Linked DNA regions of Mus musculus: all the other regions are linked to region 1. The links are chromatin contacts, called in public promoter capture Hi-C maps. All regions are on one chromosome and are shown on one strand. Each heading gives the region's core, a stretch centred on a gene start, on an enhancer-like site or on the middle of the called end of the contact. The rest is flanking DNA. Distances are from core to core; before and after follow the strand shown.

Region 1 (2,849 bases), core at 173-2,672:
TCCAGCCAACTCGGCTCGCGGGGCACAAAGATGGAGGGCGCGGCGCGCTTCCACCCCGCCCCGCCCCCACGGCGGTTGCACACAAAGGGGCAGCCGCTCCTCCCCCAGACTGCCCCGGCGCCCTAGGCTCCCCTCCACCCGTTGGGAACGCCCCTCCATGACTTCCTCCTTCTCCAGGGGCACCCCTGGAACTGAGGGTCACCTGGACCTTGGTCCGGGACCCGCGGCCTGCCGTGGCCTCCCGCGCCTGACCGCTGCGCCCCACCCCCACCGAGCACGTGCTGCCCTGCGCCCAGGGCGCCATCCTACGGCCCGGGGGTGGGGGGTGGGGGGTAGCCGGGCCCGCCGCGCTCCCCACCCCCCACCGGAAACATTCCTGAGGCATTCCTGAAACTGGGAGGCCCGCCTCCCCAAGGCTCCCACCCCGCCTCCAGCCGGGCGCACGCTGGGCCCCCGCGTACCCTTCCACCGCCCGCGCGCCCCCCGAGGAGAGGGCTGACCGCGGAGGAAGGGGAACAGAGTTATGAGTCACAGTCGTGTGTCACTGGGCCCGAATTACGATTCCCTGCATCACGAGAGGTGTGGAAAGGCCGACTCGGGGAACCGAGGTGGGGAGGTGCGTCCAAGGGCCCGCGCCCGGCCTGCAGGGCGCGCCCCACCGCCCGCCATCTTCCCACTTAGGCTTCCTCCGGCCCAGCAACAAGTCTTTTGTTGACCCAGGCGCCCAGAGGCGGGAAACTCGAACCCCTGCCCTCAAGGGGCTTCCAGGCGCCCCTTGTCTTAAGTCGTAAGTCACGGGGGCGGGGAATCACACCAGAGGGACCTCGTGCTTCCTCAACACCAAGCAGCTGGCCACCCGTGGCTCCTCCCCGCGATGTCCCGGCGAGGCGGCCAATCGCTCGGCTCCTTTGAAGCCTGCACCTGGGTGGCGGCCGTTACTAGATTTAAACCGTTGGCGTTGGCCAAGTTTCACGTTTGGGTTTCACAAGACTTTGTTTTTTACGCGCCTGGAGGCCTCCGGAGACGCACACGCCGTCACCTGCTTGGTGGCAGAGGGGAATTAAGGAGAGGCCCTCGACATGGGCTGGGGGGGGGGGGCGGCGTCCGGGCCGCGAGAAGCTCCTTAGGGTACGCGTGGACGTCCGAGGGCACAGGCGTCAGCGCGCGCCTCCCCGCGAGGCCGGAGTCCACGGGGGGGCTCCTGTAGGTGTGTCCCCGGGTCCCCACTTAAACAGCAGGGCCGCCGTCACCGGTTCCTCCAACGCCAGGCTGCTCGGGAACTGTGAGAAACGAGGGCCGTCGGCGCGCGTGCCCGCGGAAACCGCGCGCACAGTGGCGAGCTACCCGCGCGCGGCGGCGGCAGCTGGCGGGCGGCCGCCCTTTTAAATCCCCGGGCTCATTTGCATGGCCCCGCCCCCCGGTGACACGGCTGGCGCGGGCGGGCCCGTCCCCCCTGCCCCTGGGTCGCTCTTTTTAAGCTCCCCTGAGCCGGGGCTGCGCTCCTCTAATTGGGACTCCGAGTCGGGGCTATTTCTGGTGTTGGCGCGGCTCCAAGAAGGCGTGAGTTCGCCGCCGCTCGGGTGGCTTCTTTTTTTCCTGTAGGTCTAGAATCTAATCACATTATTATTTATTGAGGCCGCGCACGGGCCGTGCCCAGCTTCCTGCCCCTCGCCATCCTCCAGGGGAGCGGGATCCGTCAGTGTTCCCTCGCCCCAGCTCGGATGTGACACACATCCCCGGCGGGGGCCCGGGCGGCGCGCACGCAGCGGTCTCAGCGCCTCTGCCCTCTCCCGGTTTCAGATCCGCATTTGCGACCGGCGGCGGTGGCGGCAGAGCCCAGGCCGGTGCCCTGAGCCCAGCCACGCCGCACCCGGCAGCCCCGAGCGCGCCCCGCCGGCGGCCTGCGGAGCTCGCGGTGAGTGTCCGCGGCGCGCCCGGGGGGCCTGCGGCGCGCGCTGCCCGCTTTATTCCCAGGCCCCGGGCTTGCGCGGGCCGCGGGAAAGGGGAGGCCGCACTGTGCTCGCAGGCGGCGGGGCCGGGGTGGGTGTCCGCGGGGCGCCGCGTCCTCCGGTCCCCAGGTTGAGGGTGCCCGGGTTGCGACCGTGGGGTGCGGAGACCCCGGGGAACGGCGCGCGGAGGGGGAGGGGGCGCGCGACTGCGACGAGCGCCGCTTGTGCACCCAGCGGCGCCCGTGCACCTCGCGCTCGGCGAGCCCGGCCTCAGGGAGGGGCGCGCGCTGCGCAGCGGCGGGAGGTGGGCGCGCGCCCCCCTCAGCCAGGGAAGTTCTAGAAGTGCGGGGGAGGGGCCCGGCGACCCGAGATTCCTCTCTGGCCTCTCCTCCGCCTTTCCCAGAGTAGTACTGTGCGTGGACGAGGCCGGATCGCGAGGGCCTGGGTTTCGGGGTTTCACCCCCCACCCCCACACACACCTTTGGCCCTGCCCCGCGCCTCTTCAACCTCCAGGGCCAGGCCTGCCCTCCGCCCCCACAAACTGGTTCCTCTGCTTTGCTGGGTTCTGTTAGAACTAGTCCCTTCGACTCCCCGTTTCTGCCCCCCCCCCCGCTTTGGTTTTCATGGAGAGAGGAAGGGGTTTTTTTCTTCCTGCGACTCGCACCAGGTTTCCTGCCCCCAAGGCGGGCTTGGGTGCCCCCTCTGGCAGGAAGTGGGGCCGGGCGCACCCGCGTGGCGGTGCATGTGGTCGGGGTGCGCCGTTTCCCGCGCCTAAAGGGCTCTGCGCCCCTCCCCCTCGTCCTAGCTCCTAGAAGCGCCGGCCTACAACCACCAGGCTGGGACGCCAGCGAAGGCATCCTCATTCTGGAGTAGAGGGCGCCTGGGTCTTAACCTGCTTCT
Region 2 (2,849 bases), core at 214-2,713, 1.8 Mb before region 1:
AAATGACATTCACGTGTGCAGCATCTATTCTAAAGACTTTTCTAACCACCCTGATCAGAAACCTTCTCCACACCTGAGGTCAGCTTTCCATCTGCAGGTTTGCCTGTCCTGGACATTTTTGCTGAATGGTGTCACACGTGTGGCCTTTTGTGACTGGCTTCATGAAATCCACTGATTGTAATGTCTTCAGGGATCACCTACATTACACCAGGACTTCATTCTTTCTACTGTTCCAGGCCATTCTGCTCTGTCTCTCTTATTGGGCCTTGGATATGCCTCACATCTGCCAGCCGTCCACTGGGTTTGTTCTAATAGACTTGGGTTTGGTGGTGGTGGTGGTGAGTTTGAATTTCCAGGGATCTATGTATCACCCTCCTTCCAGCATTAGAATCCTCCCAGCAACCCTGTATACAGTTACCAAACCCAGACACTATTGTGGATGCCAAGAAGTGCATGCTGAAAGGAGCCTGATATGGCTGTCTCCTGAGGCCCTGCCAGAGGCTTACAAATACAGAGGCAGATGCTAGGCAGCCAACTGTTGGACTGAGCACGGGGTCCTCAATAATTAAAGAAAGGACTGGAGAAGCTGAAGGGGTTTGAAACCCCTTAGGAAGAACAACAATATCAACCAACCAGACCCCCCAGAACTCCCAGGGACTAAACCATCAACAAAGGAGTACACATGGCTCCAGCTGCATATGTAGCAGAGGATGGCTTTGTCATGCATCAATGGGAGGAGAGGTCTTTGGTCCTATGAAGGCTTGATAGATGCCCCAGTGTAGGGGACTTTGAGGGAGGGGAGGGGAGAGAGGGTGGGTGGGTGGAGTAACACCCTCACAGAAGCAGGGGAAGGGAGGATGTGATAGGGTGTTTCCAGGAGGGAGGGAGGGAAACTGGGAAAGGGGATAACATTTGAAATGTAAATAAAGAAAATATCCAATTTAAAACAAGAATCCTCCTGGCAAACAGAAACTGTCCTTTGGCCCTGGTCCAGTCCAAGAACCTGCTTCTGTAAATGTTCTCCCACACTCCAGTCTTAACATCTCAACAGCACTTGTCTATCTCATTTTTTGGTAAGCCCATTCCAAGGCATTCCAGTGAATCAAAGTTAATTTTGTGTTCTCCTGCCCACTGCATCTGGAACCTTCCTTGAGTATTGCTAGGTCAAGGTGATGAATGAAATCCGGATTCCGACCCCTACGGGAAGCGGGAGAGACTCTGAGTCTCTAGTTACATTCTTTGCGTTATTTGTCTTTGCTACCCTGCTACACCACAACCAAGGGACGCAAGGGAGACCGAACGCTGTGCTGTGGAACTTGCAGCTTGAGTCCGCTGGGCCGAGCGCTCAAGGCCGCCGGCAGAGGGCGCGCACGCTTTTCAAAGCTTGTTGACGGAGAGAAATGAGCATGCGCTGGAATTTGCGTTTTCCGGCAGAGTGGCGGAACTGCATGTCATTTTGGTGTCATTTTGCGACACCCCCGTGTGACACTCGGCGGCAGTGAGGCTGTCATGGCGTCGCCCTTCAGTGGGGCACTACAGCTGACCGACTTGGACGACTTCATCGGGCCATCTCAGGTGGGCCGGCCAAGGGCGAGTCGGGCAGGAGGAGGGTCCGAGCCTGGCCGTGCACCTCGGGAAACCTCTCTCGTCTGTGTCTTTTCCCAGGGCCCAGGACCCAGGGCCTCAGTCAGTCTAGTTCCCTTTTCACAAACACAGACAACTGAGGCCAGGGAGGGCCAGACAACGCGGTTACTGGGCCCGGAGCGATCCCTGGGACCATGGGAGTGTTTAGTGGTGACAGGCAGGTTTAGTGTTTAAAAAAAAAAGGTGGGGGGACTTGTTGTTATGTGATCTTAAGTTACTGTTGTAGTAGTGTCACCCAGCTGGTGATGCAGAGACATGGTGGGGCTGAGTTAGCCTCCACACACCTGTGAGATATCCCTTCCCACTCCTCTCTCAGAGCCAGTTGTCATCTCTGTGGACAGGGACCATGTTGAAGGGACAGGTTTGATGTCCACTTGGGCCACAGCCACAGCTAATGTTCCTGACGTTGCCTCGAGGAAGAGAGAGGGATACAGACAGACCGCCCTGAAAACAGGAGCTGCTGCCCTTGCTGGGTCTTCCTTTGTCTCCAGAGCTAGCCAAGTCCCATGACCCATAAAAGACGGGCTGAGCTGCCACACGGACAGGATGAACTGGGCCATCTTACCCGAGACTGGCCCTTTTCTGGAAAGCCACCAAGGTTCAGGAAGCGATAACAGGAGATGTCCAAGAGAAGGGGAGAGACATGGAGTTTCATCTGTGGTCGTGGGATGGAGGTGACCTCTAGATGTTTCCAAGGAAAGCCTTCCTGTCTGGCCAGGCCTCTGACACTCTGATCTCCGGGGGTGTGCTGCTATGTGCACGTAGGAAGGGCAGGCTAGTCAGGGCTTCTTGCATTAGCTTGCATATAGAGTTTGTAGCAGATTTCATGGTGATTCTGGAGAAAGAGTGGCCTTGATGGCATTCTCCTCACCTTGTACAGAGAAGGGTGGGCAACCAGAGCTCAGCATGGCTTCAGTGGCAGGAAGGTGGTAGAATTGGCCTCGGTGGTGAGCTTCACTCTATGGCCGGTAGCCAACCATCCCTGAGGCCCTCCATACCCAGCCCCCCACCCCACTCCCCACCCTCCCCACCCCCCGTCCAAGTTGCTTTCTCCTAATAGAGCCTGGTGTGGGGTCTTTCCTGGTGTAGAATTGCATCAAGCCTGTAAAGGTGGCTAAGAAGCCAGGAAGTGGCATAGCCAAGATCCACATTGAAGACGATGGCAGTTACTTCCAAGTGAACCAAGTAAGGACCCTGAGGTCTCA
Region 3 (2,849 bases), core at 151-2,650, 1.8 Mb before region 1:
TGGGAAACGTTCTGTGACCTCCCAGCTCTAGCTAGGGATATTCTAGTGGACTCCAGTTCGGGGGGGTCTCTAGCTAGGGCAGAACAGTCAGAGAGCCATTCATTCCCTGCAGGGTCAGGCTACAAGTTCCAGAAGAGCAAAGCACTGGGCCTGGTGCCCTGCAGGGAGGCAGGGCAGGCAGTCTCCATGGTGACGAAGAGGCACACTGGACTTTTGTTGGCTGGGCTTGGGGGGAGGGGAAGGAGGTCACCACCAGGCCAGGGAGCCCTGGACAGCCTTGGCCATAGGCTTTGATTCTGCCTCAGCTTAACCCTTCCCCCAATCCTTCAGAAACCAGAGACCCAGGGCTGGCCTCTCGGGCATTTGCCCCCTCCTGCTCTTTTCCTAAACCGAATCTTTTAAGAGGAGGAGGAGAGAAAGGCGGGGGCACTTCCAACTCACCTCCTTACGACCTGGAAGCCACTATGCTCTCCACCGGAGTGGCCTCTGTCAAGCTACAGAAGGACTCTCCATGCAATGGGGTGGCAAGGCCCAGTCCCATCAGGTCAGTGTGGAGGGCCAATTTCTGACACCCAGCCAGTCTCATAATCACTCACCATCCACACCAAGACCTTGAGCCTGGGGAGACATTTCTGCACGTTGGTCCTCGTGCAGTTCAAAACGGAAGGCAGCAACTCTGCGGCTGATGTCGCGGTGTGGTGTGGCCTGCAGGAAAAGGGCTCGGCGCTCGCGGGGACCCCAGCGCATGCAGCGGCCCCCAGCCAGGTCCGGGCCCTCGGCCAGTAGCAACTCTAGATTGCCGGTCATACGTTCAGCGAAGACCTGGGCACCAGCGAAGGGCCGCTCTGGGCGCAGACAGACGATGCTGGGCCGTGTGCCCGGATCGGGGCCGCCCAGGGTCAGGCGCAGCGCCCCAGCTGGGTACAGCCACTCGATAGCGCCCTCAGTACAGTCCAGGGTCAGCTGCCCCACGCTGCCAGGCTCCTGGGTCAAACCGCTGGGGACAGGACGGTGGTTCTCAGGTGGGTGACCCTCGTTCCCTAGCCCGCTCATCCCTTTTCCCGCGGCTACCAACATCTGCTTCTACTCTGTGTAACAGGACATTGAAGTCTGCGTTTCCTCAGTTCCAAGTGGGAGGGAACCCTCCAACCCAAGAAGTAAATAAAATAAAATAAATAAATAAATAAACCCACAACCCTCCCCGCAGTCCCTCCTGGTACCTGCCCCTCCAGCTGCAGCGGTCTTCCGAGTAGCCAGCGTGAGCGGACGCGGCCAGGAGGCCGCAACAGAGCGCGCAAAGAAGCGTGGCTACCAGCATGGTTAGGGGACGCGCCGGGGCCTCGGACTGCTGCCCCGGGAGGGTCGGGGCCGCAGCGCGAGCAGCCCGCGGCGCGGCTGCCCGGCCCGGCGCGTCCCCACAACCGGCGACCCCTCGCCGCTGCCCCCTCTGAGCTCCGGGGCTAGGGGGCGGGGCCTTTGCTCTCGGACCAATCGCCACAAGCCGCAGAACTTTCCTCCAATTGCAGCACCCTCGAGGGGGTGGGGCGGGCTCAAGGCGGGAGCTCGGTCCAAGGCAGGGTTGATGTAGAAAGCGCTCCTGTTTCCCCATTTGGAGATCCCCAATAGGAACGTTTGGTGGGTTGGTGGGGTTCGCTGTCGACTGGAATCTGGAAGGCTGTCCACCCCTTACCTTCAGTGGACCTCGGGGCAGTGGGACTTTGTAAGAGAAGTAGTAGAGTCTGCAGCCAAAATCTGAACACTGGTATCCTGCTGCTGGTACTTAAGGAAAAGAGATTAAAACCCCTGTGTTACTGCATCTCATAAGGGAGGGTACAGAGGGCCTGGAGCATGGAGCTAGGCCAAACCTTCGGTTTGGGGAAAAGAAAGAATACTGGCTAGGTCTGGAAGGAGTAGCGTGGGTAGTGTGGATCTCCTTCTGCCACCATACATTCTCAGACCTAACTACACACTCCTCCAATGTTAAATGGATACTAAGAAAAAAATGAGGCGTTCTAGAGGACCTGCCTAGGGACCCACCTGACTGACAAAGCCTGGTAGTCTGCCGGTGCCAAAGTACAGGCCATTCCTACAGTCAAGATCAACCGAAAGGGAATCAGAAAGATATCCCAGGCAGCCTGAGGATGTAGCTAGGTTATAGAGCACCTACCACACAGGCATACACCCCTGGCTTTGATCTTTAAAATAATGTTAAACTGAGAGTGTAGTGGGTCTTGCCTGTAATCCCAGCGGGCAGGAAGTAAAGGAAGCAGCTCAGATGTTCAAGGGCATCCTTGGCTCCATAGTGAATTCAAGGACAGTGTGGGCTACATGAGAACCTCTTTTTTTTGTTTTGTTTTGTTTGTTGTTCATTTTTAAAAAAATATTTTTATTAGATATTTTCTTTATTTACATTTCAAATGTTATCCCCTTTCCTGGTTTCCCCTCTGAAAATCCCCTATCCCCCCCCCCCCGAGAACCTCTTAAAATAAAATAGAGCCACTGTGAAACCCCCCAATGGGGAAGAGCTTCCTTGGAGCAGCTTGTCCTTTGGATCTGACCGAAGGGAGGGTGGAGGAGATGGAAAATAGAAGAAGAACCTTGGCAGGTCCCCAAGGATCTCTCTCTCTCTCTCTCTCTCTCTCTCTCTCTCTCTCTCCCACCCCCAGGGCTCTGTTTCTGGATCCTCCAGGTTCCGAGTGAAACCCTTCCGGTTGGCCTGGACCTGCGCTCAGAGACAGATGAGATCCAGTGATCCCACTGGCAATCTGGGGAGGAGCTTCAAACACTGACTACTTTCTCCTTGCCTCCCAGGCCCTCTTTGACCAATAAGAAGGCTCAGATGGCTCCTT
Region 4 (2,849 bases), core at 105-2,604, 1.7 Mb before region 1:
GCAAGGCACAGGGTAAGCATAGTCTGCCGGCTCACTATGGACAGTACAGGCCACTCCTGGCCATGTCCCGGGTGCTCACAGCAGGATGGGTAGGGCTCTGAGGCCAGGAAAGTCCACCTTTGCCAAGCAGGCCTCTCCCTGCCAACACTCCCTAAGAGACACCAGACCCTAGCACCATGGCTCTAGACAGCACATCCTGGACTTATGACAGACCTATCACACGCAGGTTACAGTCCCAAGGCAGGTCTCTCTCACTTTCTATCTCAGTACAAGCAGCAAGGATGCTGCAGATGCAAGCAAGGAGACACTGCACCCTGACCAAGTGACCAAGTGACCTGCACCTATAGGACACAAAGAAGGCTGAAGGACTGCATTCAGGAACATAGTAAACTCTGGCATCAGGGAACGCCTAGTTAAGATGGCATCCACTACAGCCTAGGGAGGAATAGTACTGGGGAACCGAAGTATGTTAAGGAAAAGCAATGAAGGGTGTGTGTGTGTGTGTGTGTGTGTGTGTGTGTGTGTGTCTGCTCCCCTCAGACCCTGGGATGGATCACTAATGGCAGTACTGGCCAGGTCCTGATTCCCAGAAAGCTATGATCTGGAAAAGCCAACAATACTCAGCCGTGAAGGTCACAGCTGAATTATCAGGGTCAAGCAGAGTCACCTAATCCAGCCGCCAGGAAAGGAAGCCGATTAAGACTAGATGGCAGCAAGTTAGGACCAAAGAATTGGGCTCAGTACCCAAGGGCCTGCAAGATGCACCGCACCTTGTGGATCTCCTCCTGAAGTTCTTCCTCTGTCTGCTCCGCTTCTAAAAGGAAAAAGAATGCTATGTAGAATGGCTGTTGCGCTCGATTCAGACCGGCTGCAGGCTCAATACACACCGGCTGGGGGGCAGCATTTGGAGATAGATACCTGAGTAATCCACGATATGAGTGGGCACCTTCTCCGGGGTGACGTCGGCGGGGATGGTTATCTCCTCCGCGCGGGCAGGGACCTGCAACAGGTGGGTCAGTATTGAATGCGGAGCGGCTGCCCAGAGCCTGGCATCCGCCCTAAGTGCCCAGTCCGCCCCGCGCACCTCCTCGGGAAACTCCTCGCCGACCAGCGACAGGATCAGAGACGTCTTCCCCACCTGGGCTGCGCGGGGAGAGGGAACAGTAGTCAGGAGCACCGCCGAGGTCACGGCGACCCTACCGGTCTTCCCGCGGCCCCAGCGCACCTACCCTCGCCCAGCAGCAGGATGCGAACATCGCGCCGCATGGCTGCTGCCCGCAGCAGCACCCCAAACCCACCCCTCCCGGCCCGGCCCGGCCCAAGTAGACCCAATCCCAACCCCAACCCTCTCCTTCAACCCGCTCAGGCCCCCGCACTTCCTGTCTTCAGTACCGCCCTCACCCAAGCTTCCGGTCCCGCCCACACAGCACCAGCTAGTGGTTGGGCTAAGGCAAGGCGCCCGCGCCCGCCTGCCAGTAGAGTGTTCCTGACTCTGCAGGTGGTGCAAACAACTCAGACTCAACGGGCTCCTCGGGAGGAAAGGGTGAGCTCAGGCCAGAAGTGATGCAAAGACACAATTTATGGGACAATAAAACAATGTATCGCTATAATAAATGCCAGTGTTTATTTCCTTAAACTGTACAAAATAAAAACAATAAAACAACCTTCATGTGAAAAACAACCCAGTATGCCAAGTTTTGTGTAGGAGGGAGTGGTTCTGAGGGTCAAAACCACACTTCACAGATTCTAAGTCACTGCCACACCCTCAGCCTCCTTGAATCTTTTCAGATTTCACCCAAATTCCAAACAATGCAGTTCTGAAGCCTGTCCCAGCCATCCTGGCTCGGCATACAGCAATCCACAGTCTGGCTTTTCTGCCTATGTTCCTAGCAATAGCTCAGGGATCGGTGACTTCCCACACCAGGATCTCGTTGTGAGCAGCTGTGAAGAGCAGTCTGCCAGATGGAGTGAACCTACACAGGTGGACCGAGTCATCATGGCCTTCCAAGTCCTGGGCAGTCCCTGACGCACAGTCTAGGAGCCTCATCATGCACTCTGTGGGTAGATGACAGGGTGCTCTGAGTACTGACACCTTGCTGGGAACCTTGCTGAGGGGAGCAGGGCCATGACATCTACGCCCCCAAACCTGCTATGGCTGAGGACTGTCAAAGCTGCCCTCTCTATGTGTGTCGACCAGCACTCACCAGCAAAACCAACCACCATGAGCTGAGATCCTGGGGACAGGCTCAAAGACATGGCAAAGAAGGGCAGAGGTGTCTTCTGTATCACCTGTAGGAAAACAATATGACACTGAGGTCTCCTGCCAGGGACAAAGCCCAGGCTCCATGGCCTTCTAACCCTATGACACAGCCCTGGATGTCCACCTACAGAGCAGTGATCGCACAAACCTGCTTCTGACGGAGGCTGTAGAAGATGACCTCCTCATGTGCACCCAGGCCCACACACACCAGTATCGCCTTATCCCAAGGGCAGAAGGCAGCAAGAGAGGGGGGCAGGAGGCCTGGAGCCTGTGGAAAGCAGTATGTTGTGCTGGGTTGTGCAGACTCCAATCCCCACCCACATGACCGTGGAACTCTTACCTCTGAGACAGCAGGTGCAGGAAAGCTCAACCATTCCAGGAGTTCACAGCGGTCCCGGAGCCAGTCAGAGACCCAGATGCTGACACGTTGGTCCCCACTTGCAGCCAGCCACAGTTCTACACCCTCTACCCCTAGGTCTCCATACTGGGAGAAATGAGGGATGTGAGAATCTGCTGCCTGCCCACAGCACCCCAAACCCCTCCCCACCATCACCTGAGCTTGCCTTACTTCTTTGCTCGTGCTCTGGAT
Region 5 (2,849 bases), core at 144-2,643, 1.7 Mb after region 1:
CAGTGGAGAGATGCTCTCCCAGAGGTCCTGAATTCAATTCCCAGCAACCACATGGTGGCTCACAACCATCTGTAATGGGATCTGATGTCCTCTTCTGGTGTGTCTGAAGACAGGTACAGTGTACTCATATAAATAAAATAAATAAATATATCTTTAAAAAAAATCAAATCTAAAGAGAATGTGTAAAGCAAATAGGCTGGTTACTTCAAATGTCCACATACACCCATACGAGTGCTTTTATTCTCTTCTCTTAGTGCCTTTAAGGATAAAACAAGGCAGGGGGCTCCTGCTGTACATTACCCACTGAGCTCTGGGGAGAATCTGTATGGCCCAGGTTCAGGAGGTCCAGCAATGTGAGCACTCTGTAGAACTGGGAGCGAGAGCAGTGGTGCGTGCCTTCCTAATGTCTACACTCAGGAGCCAAGGGCAGACAAAATGGGGCTCAAGTCAGTAGACAGGGCAGACCAGGCTCCAAGCAGGGTTCCCTTCAATCAGTATGAAAACCAGGTTGCAGGTAAATCTATAAAATGCACCATTTCTCTGCTAAAACTGGAGGGGTGTGTGTGATACAAAGCCTTCGGGACAGGAGCTGCTAGCAATAGTAAACTGAGCGCAATCACACACAAGGGAGGCAAGGCACTAGGAGGTGGCTTAATTTTATATATTAATATAAATATAATAGAATGTTAGGTAAGCAGTCTATTCTATCCAGCCCAGCCCAGCCCCTGGACTTCTGATCCTCCTGCTTCCACCTCCAGAGTGCTAGGATTACAGGCTTGTGCAACCACACCGAGTATATATGGTGCTGTAGCCCGAGCTTGGGGCCTCGGGCATCCCCAGCTCAAAGATCACTCTTGGATTTTGGAGAAAATAAATTTTCTTCTACTTCCAAAGAAATTTGTTCAGACAACTCTACTTGTCCCGTGATGTTTACACATCTGTCTCCTTCACCATAATCCAGATTTGTGTTTTCAAAAATCCAGGTCCTACGCGCATGGCTTGTGTGATCAACACACACTTGTTGAGAAAAAAAATGAGTGAGTGAGTGAATGAATGAATGAAGATGGAAGGTGGATATAGGTAAATGAACTAATAAACGTCGTGGGGAAAGGACAGCAGATAGAAATCGTCGAGGTCTCCGGGATGTTGGAGGGGCTCCCCTGAGGTCCCTTCAGAACTTACAGGTACTCCCGGCCGCAGCTCTGTGCGTGCGGGCAACCTGCGAGTCAGGCCGGCCACTGCGGCACGAACCCGCGTCCCCTCCACCAATTCCTCCCCCACCTCCAACCCTCACCTAGTCTCCAGGTAGACGTTGGGCGGCTGCCAGGTGTCTGGGGGAATCGCCGCCATGCTGAGCGAAGGTATCCCCCCCGCTAGCAATCACTACTTCCGGCGGAGTTAACCCGGGACCCGCCCCTGGGCACACACTTCCGGTTCCCGCCGATCCGCCCGTTTGCTTGACAGGATTTAGGGCGCTGGGACAAGAATGACGAAGGATCCTTCTTTCTAGGCTGGGAAGAGGGTTGCAAGTCGAAATGCTCAGTGCAGGAACTCAGACAAGTGCAAGATTCTCCAGGGGCGATTCGCGCCACGCTCCGGAACAGTGATTGGTCTGTTTTGGCGCGGAAGGCGGGAACAACCTTCTTCACTCTGATTGGAGGGCTGGAGAATTTCCTAGTTCCCAGACTTGGGTGATGCCCCTGGCTGGCTTTGAACTCAAAAAGATCTGCCTGCTTCTGTCTGCCGAGTGCTGGGATTTAAGGCGTGCACCACCACGCCCAGCGTCTATTCCTTAAAGCAATCCTGTGGATGACAGGAGTCCCGTTTTTCAGCGGAGAAAACTGAGACTCCGCCGTTAAGTGCCACATGGCAAATCTGATCCCACAGACTCCAAAAGCAAAGAGCATGTGGAAAGAGGAAAAGGCTGGGAAGAGAGACAAAGCTTAAAATGACTGTCCCAGGAGATAGTGGTGCACGCCCCCAGCGCTGGAGCGGCAGAGGCAGGGGGATCTCAGAGTTCAAGGCCTGTACAAGGTCTCTTCTACAGAGCGAGTTTCAGGATAGCTAGGACTACTCAGAGAGGTATCCTTGGAGCTGGAAATGCAGGCCAGTTAGTAGACGGCTTGCCTAACAGGGCTTAGTGGGTAAAGTACTTGAATTTAGGTCCCTAGGACCCATGCAAATGCCAGGTAGATATGCACTTGCGGCCTCAGCAACCGGGAAAGCAGAGACCATGGGGAAGAATCCAGGGAGCTGGCTAGCCATCCAGTCTAGCCCAAATAGCTCTCTCCAAGTTCAGTGAGCCACGAGGGAAATGTATATTTTATATTGAACATCCCATAATTAACAACAAAGAAGTAGGAAAATATTTACAAGACTTCCTGAGTTCTAAGATGCATCTACCCTCCCACCCACCCACTTCCTGCACAGCAAAGCAAAAATTGAGCAAATGCTTACTCTTAACAACCTACGGCTCTTCAGAAAATTGAGCAATGCATATTAAAGAGAAGCAATCTGAACCGTAGTGTGCAAGGTACTTACTTACAGGCCAACAGAGCTGTGGGTGAACACTCTGGGGAGGCTCTCCCATTAAAGATCAGATAAATAAAAAAGACTTTAATTTTTTATTTATTTTGTGTGTGTGTGTGTGTGTGTGTATCTGGGTTTGTATGGGCACACAGGAGCCCACAGAGGCCAGAAGAGTGTGTCAGATCCCCCAGAACTGGAATTACATGCAGGCTCTAGCTGGCATATGGAGGTTAGGAACAGAGCACCTGAACCATTTCTCCATCCCTAAGAATGACATTTTTCATGATTAAGGAAAATTATTTTTAAAAACAGTCTCTTGG
Region 6 (2,849 bases), core at 215-2,714, 1.7 Mb before region 1:
ACGACCTCTCCTGAACTTGGACATATGGAAGATGCTCACACCCCCAGCTCCTCTGCCCAAAATCCCACGAATAATCTATGGGAAAAGCAAGCCAGGTATGCAGAGGCTGAGGCTGTAAAAGGGAGAGTCTGACTCAGGTCCAGTCAAGGTCACTACCAATGTCAGACATCCATAACCATCTGTCAGGGGCTGCTCAGAGTGGGTGAGGGGTTGGACTTCAGGACTTTCCCCGAGTCTGGACTGATAACTTTTCAGAGGCATTTCTAGAGTGGCCACCCTATATCTCATCCTTGGGCCATGTCACTCACATAGTTTAACAGTTTGACTACACTCACACCCCTGGTCACTCCGGCTGAATAGACACCTCAAACACAGCCCCAAGCAGGAGCCATGTTTAACCCTGAGCTCCATGATGTAGTATGGGGCAGAGTAGCCCACGCAACCTTTGAACTAACTGTTGGCAATCAAGCGTGAACGTCTCGGACATTTTCTAAAATCCAGCCCCTGTGAGAAATGAACCACTTCAAACCACACAAAGGTGAGAATCAGAGAAGTACCCTTGTCCGTGCACTTGTCGCTTCGAATTTCATTTCAATAGTCACTGACCGCCTCCTGCTATCTATCCGTGGACCTCGAGCTAATGCCAGCCGTCTCAGCGTCACACAAAGCTCATCTGAGCCCAAAGTGTCCCAGACCCGAGGATTCCTGCATCTGGGTTCCCCAAGCTCCATTCTGTTACCGCCCATGCCCACAAGGCTTGGCTTGTTGAACCTCAGGACCTGAGCGCGACCTCAGGCTTCCAAGAGATCGCGACCGCTATGGTTTCCATGGCGCAGAACCAAATCCTGTCTATAAATCTCACGGTACCCACATTTTCTCCTTTCCCTTGGACGACAGCAACAACACTTTGGGATCTGGTGGGATATGTTGTTCTGCAAACGCTTGCCAATAGAGAAACGGAGCGCAACAGAAAAGACACAGGCATAATGCTGTTACATTAACATGCTTGCGTCACAATTCGTATGCCCTACGGACTGCAGTCTCGCTCAACAGCGCCGCTGGTGTAGTGGTATCATGCAAGATTCCCATTCTTGCGACCCGGGTTCGATTCCCGGGCGGCGCATGTTCTTTTTATTTTCCCGTTCATCTCTGAAAAGGAAGGATGCCTTGCAATCTTAAACACCATTCCAAAAAAGGTGAGGCGCAAACGCAACAAATGAGCTTTTAAACAAATACAGCTGAAAGACTCCAGGAAACCATAGCCTCTACTCGAGCCTTGTTCCTTGTCCGAAGTCACCGCTAAATCCCGGCCGCCGGAATCAGTTTCCCGCAGATGCAAACCCTTTTAGGAGTTGAGAGGCCTCCTAACAGTTATACTGTTGCAAGCGGCTGGCCCTTTCGACCACAACTCCCGTAGTGCCCCGCGCAGGAGCTGGACCACAGCTCCCGTGGTGCCCCGCGCGCATTCTGGCTGGGGCTGGCCGCACCGCTGCGATGATGATGGCTGCGGCTGCTGAGAGAAACAAGGAGCCCATCCTGTCCGTACTCCGCCAGTATGTGGATCCTGCCCAGCGCTGTGTTCGCGTGCTCGAGGTGGCCTCGGGCTCTGGACAGCACGCGGCACACTTTGCACAGGCCTTCCCGAATGCCGAGTGGCAGCCGTCGGACGTGGACCAACGCTGCCTGGACAGGTGCGGCGGCGCGGTGTCTTTCCCTTGCGGCCGCTTGGGGCTGAGTGAACGGCGGGGCTGGCAGACCGGAAATCAGGACAGGCCTAGGTTTGGGTGCCAGACTGAGGTAGTAGAAGCAATGGGCTGTAGGGTCGACAAAGATACCCGCTTGCTGCTCCTCAGGACTTTCCCCCCACACCCCGATCACTGAGGGGCCTCGTCAGCCCTTGCCCATGCGCTGCTGCTCTCCACAGCATTGCCGCCACCACCCGAGCCCAAGGGTTGTCCAATGTGAAGGCTCCGCTGTACCTGGACGTGACCTGGGAGTGGGAGCAATGGGGCGGCATCCCACCCCGATCGCTGGACCTGTTGCTCTGCATCAATATGATCCACATCAGCCCCCTGAACTGCACAGAGGTGGGGACCACTGTGGAGCCCAGCTTTCACGTTGCAAAGAGGAAAGCATGAGTCTCCAGCTCCCGGCTTACTGTGCCCTACTTGCCTTCCTCTGCAGGGGCTCTTTAGAGCAGCAGGACACCTGCTCAAAACCAAGGCTGTGCTGATCACCTACGGGGTGAGTGACCCTACCTTAAGACACCCCTATCAGCCTTGGGTGTTTCCCCACTCTTGAAGCCCAGGGCCCGGGACCTAGCTAGCCCTTTTCCTTCTTGAGTGCAGAAAAAAGTTATTCTTTCTATACTCCTATGGAAAGAACTCCATCCTATCCTGCAAACTAGCTGTGTGGGAACGACTGACTTTGGGCCTATGTATTGTGTCTTGTTCTCACAGCCCTATGCCGTCAATGGGAAGATCTCTCCCCAGAGCAACGTGGACTTTGACCTGACCCTCAGATGCAGGTCAGATCTGGCTAGGAGGTAGCTTGGCTCAGAGAGAGGGTAGGCGGGATCATAACCTCAACTCTGCAAATGCCTTCTACCTTCCTCCCCAACTGCAGGAACCCAGAGTGGGGGCTTCGTGACACAGTCCTTCTGGAGGAACTAGGCCAGGCCAGTGGCTTGGTCCTGGAGAGGATGGTAGGCAGGGCGATGTGGGGGTGGGGAGCCTCCCTGTGATTAAGAGTCACTCCAGCCTGGCATGGTGGCGCACGCCTGTAATCCCAGCACTTGGGAGGCAGAGTGAGTTCCAGGACAGCCAAGGCTACACAGAGAAACCCTGTCT
Region 7 (2,849 bases), core at 117-2,616, 1.6 Mb before region 1:
AGAGTGGAGCAGGGACAAGCAGTCTCTCCAAAGCACAAGTTAACACTAAGCATTTCTGAAGCCAAGCCCAGCCCTTCCCACACTCCCCCATTGGAAAGGTAACCCCCCAAAGCCTTTCTGAGCAGGGCTGTCACCCTGGGACGCCCAGTTAAATACCAGTCAAGGCTGCCTGGCTGTGCAGAGGTCTTTTCACATACCCTGCAAAGTAAAACCATGACTCTTCCTTTCCTGCGCTGAAGATGCCTGCTGTGAACTGAAGCTGAGAGGTGCTTGGGGAGGACTTACAGAGAAGATCCAGCGCTACTGTTCAAAAGGAAGGGTCCTCCACTGATGTCCTGGCAGTCATCACCCTTGACAAGTCCTAACTGCTAAGAGTGGTAGATGTCTTACCTACACACTCAGCTGTTATTTACCAGACCGCCAGTACTCAGAGCAGTAAGACAGGGCTAACAAGACCCCAGAGAATGAAGTAAAAAAGCAGAGTAAAAGGGACTCGGGAAGCGACCAGGAAGGTAGAATTAGTCCAGTGATATAAGATGACAGGCCCACTGCACATTAATTCCTCCGGAGTCAGCAGCCCCTGTGATCCAATCCCACCCACTGTTAGCTACGATTTTACCTTAAATATCTAAATTAAGAGGCAAGCTCAGGCAAGTGCCAGTGATGCAATCTACCTTGTGTATTTTTTGCCATGCACCCGGAAGTTAACAAAAATCACATCGCAGCAGACCTATTTTCTCCCTGCACAGGGTGCGGTGTCTCTGAGCAAACCCCTCCGGCGGCAGTGCGGTGAGCACCGGGCCCGTCGTGCGGTATCTGCCGCGCGGCCCATTCCAGGCCCTAATGGACTCCAAAGACCTGCTGCTGTGACTTCTTAGTAGCCACCAGGACCCGCGCCCGCTTGCCGACGGCTCCTCAAGGCAGGGCCAGAGGATACCGCAGCGACACGCGCAGAGGCCGCCCGCTCCCGCGACAGGCCGCTCCCACCTCGCGCGCCCACAGCCAACCCCGGCCTACCGTTGCTGTAGGCGTACGGGGATTCAGCTGCGCCGTCCTGAAGGCTCTCCAGGATCTCGCCTTTGCCCACGTCGCTGTCGCCCACCAGCAGGAACTTGAGCAGGTAATCGTAGCTCTTCACTGGACTGCCCTGGGTGCCCATCCTCCCGCCCGCCGCACCGCGGCCCACGGCACCGCCGCCAGACCTGCGGGCGAAGGCTGGTGAGCGGCCGTGCGGTCAGGACGCTGATGCTCCCGCCCGCTGGCCACCGCCCCCAGTGCACCCGCCCCGCTGCCGCCAGCTTCACCTCAGCCTCCTAGCCGCCGCCGCCGCCGCTGCCGCCGCCGCCACCCGCCGCTTCCCGCACGGCACCGCGCAGCCCCGCAGCCCCGCCCCCGGATGCGCCGCCGCCATTGGCCACCCTCCGCCGGCCCTCTCCGGGCCATTGGCCTGGCAGCCTGGCCGTCACGGTCGCCCCGCCCCCACGTCGCCCCACACAAGGTGCCGCCCAGCCCACGGTCGCCCCGCCCTGCCCACTCGCCACTGCTACTGGCCCGCTGCCACCCTCTTTCTCACTTCTGTTGGTCTACATGCTTGTCTATCACTGAAGTCCCGTCCCCGCTATTTCGTACACAGTGTTGCTGAGGCTGGCGTTTTTCCCCGCCTCCTCGCTGTGACCATTGGCTACTTCCCACTGATTTTCCGAAATCATTGGTTGCTCTTGCATGTCCATCCCAACCCCTACTGCTTCCTGCAGGATGCCTCAGAGCCATAGTAGCCGGGCACCGACCTGCAACATCCTGGCCTCCCGCCCCCTCGTCATCACCATTGGCTACTACTGCTAAGGCATTTGTGCCATCTAACATCGATCATAACCTCCTAGGCCCACCCCTTTCCTAATTCGGGCCAATCAAGAGTCAAACATTACACAAGTCTACCCTTCCCCCCTCGTGGACAAGCGGAAGGGTAGAGATAACTCCTGCTTCAGCTGAGTCCCGGGAGGAGGGTGTTGGAAGGGGGCAGGTTATCTATCAAGCTGCGTTGGCCGGCCGCTCTCACAGAGACCCAGAAGGGAAGTAACAAAGTTCGTCGTACACTGTGGGGCTCGCCTTCCCTGAGGGCAGGGCGGGGACAGCCACTTAGTGTTCGCCCTGGAGGGGCAAGCCTCTCTCCCTTGTGGGCTGTTCCAAGGGGTGGGACTTCCTCCTGGCTGCGGAGTGGGCGGGGCCGCTACTGAGTGTTTTGGCACAAGGATGGCGGCTGAAGTCCACCTCTGAGCTGTCTCTTGTGGGGGACATCCTTCCCAAAGCGGATCCTGAGGGCTTGGACCAGCGACTGAGCAGCGTTGGCCCGGTGAACTCCAGGATGGGCAACGCATTGCATGTGCACACTCGGTCGGCCAGCTCCAAGGCTGGAGGGCCACGGACAGCGTTCTTGGTTAAGAGTGCATTCACAAGTCACATAAATAGCAAAAAATTTAAAACGTAAAACATAAGCCGGGCGTGGTGGCGCTCGCCTTTAATTCCAGCACTCGGAAGGCAGAGGCAGGCGAATTTCTGAGTTCGAAGCCAGCCTGGTCTACAGGGTGAGTTCCAGGACAGCCAGGGCTATACAGAGAAACCCTGTCTCAAAAACCCAAAACCAAACCAAACCAAACAAAAAACAAAAAAAACCGTAAACATAGATTGGGACCAACGCTCTTGCACTGTAAGCCTAACAGTATGAGTTCGATCTCCCTCCGGTGACTGACCATCTGTAATCTCCATCTAGCTCCGGCTCCTATAATAAGAAAGAAAGGAAGTAAAGATAGGAGAATTTGTCCAGCAGTTCAAGAGCTACCTGGCCTGGTGTA

Evidence for each region. Promoter capture Hi-C pulls out the DNA fragments that hold promoters and counts their contacts.
Region 2: a contact with region 1 is called in a promoter capture Hi-C map of pre-B cells, with 6 times the contacts expected there. The contact joins the promoter of Ciao3 here to the promoter of Hmga1 in region 1. A contact is called at or near these places in 2 of 39 promoter capture datasets (liver and pre-B cells) and 1 of 115 datasets of contacts at active chromatin or transcription factors (pancreatic cancer cells).
Region 3: a contact with region 1 is called in a promoter capture Hi-C map of pre-B cells, with 5 times the contacts expected there. The contact joins the promoter of Metrn here to the promoter of Hmga1 in region 1. A contact is called at or near these places in 3 of 39 promoter capture datasets (liver and pre-B cells).
Region 4: a contact with region 1 is called in a promoter capture Hi-C map of pre-B cells, with 4 times the contacts expected there. The contact joins the promoter of Rhot2 here to the promoter of Hmga1 in region 1. A contact is called at or near these places in 2 of 39 promoter capture datasets (liver and pre-B cells) and 1 of 115 datasets of contacts at active chromatin or transcription factors (pancreatic cancer cells).
Region 5: a promoter capture Hi-C map of pre-B cells shows a contact between it and region 1, with 3 times the contacts expected there. The contact joins the promoter of Ppil1 here to the promoter of Hmga1 in region 1. A contact is called at or near these places in 2 of 39 promoter capture datasets (liver and pre-B cells).
Region 6: a promoter capture Hi-C map of liver shows a contact between it and region 1, with 4 times the contacts expected there. The contact joins the promoter of Mettl26 here to the promoter of Hmga1 in region 1. A contact is called at or near these places in 3 of 39 promoter capture datasets (hippocampal neurons, liver and pre-B cells) and 1 of 115 datasets of contacts at active chromatin or transcription factors (pancreatic cancer cells).
Region 7: a contact with region 1 is called in a promoter capture Hi-C map of liver, with 6 times the contacts expected there. The contact joins the promoter of Rab40c here to the promoter of Hmga1 in region 1. A contact is called at or near these places in 3 of 39 promoter capture datasets (hippocampal neurons, liver and pre-B cells) and 1 of 9 other capture datasets (adipose tissue).

Annotation. Positions count from the first base shown.
Region 1 is chr17:27,555,152-27,558,000 of GRCm38.p6, forward strand. Hmga1 (high mobility group AT-hook 1) reads left to right here and starts at 1,423. Exons shown (of 5, transcript NM_001025427.3): 1 at 1,423-1,560.
Region 2 is chr17:25,772,313-25,775,161 of GRCm38.p6, forward strand. Ciao3 (cytosolic iron-sulfur assembly component 3) reads left to right here and starts at 1,464. Exons shown (of 11, transcript NM_026238.4): 1 at 1,464-1,575; 2 at 2,734-2,829. The coding sequence starts at 1,510. It overlaps Gm41550 (a long non-coding RNA gene), which reads left to right. Exons shown (of 3, transcript XR_876684.1): 3 at 98-232.
Region 3 is chr17:25,795,645-25,798,493 of GRCm38.p6, forward strand. It overlaps Metrn (meteorin, glial cell differentiation regulator), which reads right to left and starts at 1,401. Exons shown (of 4, transcript NM_133719.2): 1 at 1,221-1,401; 2 at 597-997. The coding sequence starts at 1,318.
Region 4 is chr17:25,843,171-25,846,019 of GRCm38.p6, forward strand. Rhot2 (ras homolog family member T2) reads right to left here and starts at 1,355. Exons shown (of 19, transcript NM_145999.3): 1 at 1,230-1,355; 2 at 1,085-1,143; 3 at 919-1,000; 4 at 771-814. The coding sequence starts at 1,266. Wdr90 (WD repeat domain 90) reads right to left here. Exons shown (of 41, transcript NM_001163766.1): 37 at 2,829-2,849; 38 at 2,601-2,744; 39 at 2,409-2,528; 40 at 2,205-2,289; 41 at 1,564-2,055. The coding sequence ends at 1,898.
Region 5 is chr17:29,262,578-29,265,426 of GRCm38.p6, forward strand. It overlaps Ppil1 (peptidylprolyl isomerase (cyclophilin)-like 1), which reads right to left and starts at 1,394. Exons shown (of 4, transcript NM_026845.4): 1 at 1,295-1,394. The coding sequence starts at 1,350.
Region 6 is chr17:25,874,036-25,876,884 of GRCm38.p6, forward strand. Mettl26 (methyltransferase like 26) reads left to right here and starts at 1,465. Exons shown (of 6, transcript NM_026686.2): 1 at 1,465-1,691; 2 at 1,925-2,087; 3 at 2,185-2,244; 4 at 2,460-2,527; 5 at 2,626-2,704. The coding sequence starts at 1,495. n-TGccc7 (a tRNA gene) reads left to right here and starts at 1,053; the gene lies at 1,053-1,123.
Region 7 is chr17:25,918,348-25,921,196 of GRCm38.p6, forward strand. Rab40c (Rab40C, member RAS oncogene family) reads right to left here and starts at 1,367. Exons shown (of 7, transcript NM_139154.2): 1 at 1,305-1,367; 2 at 1,018-1,202. The coding sequence starts at 1,159.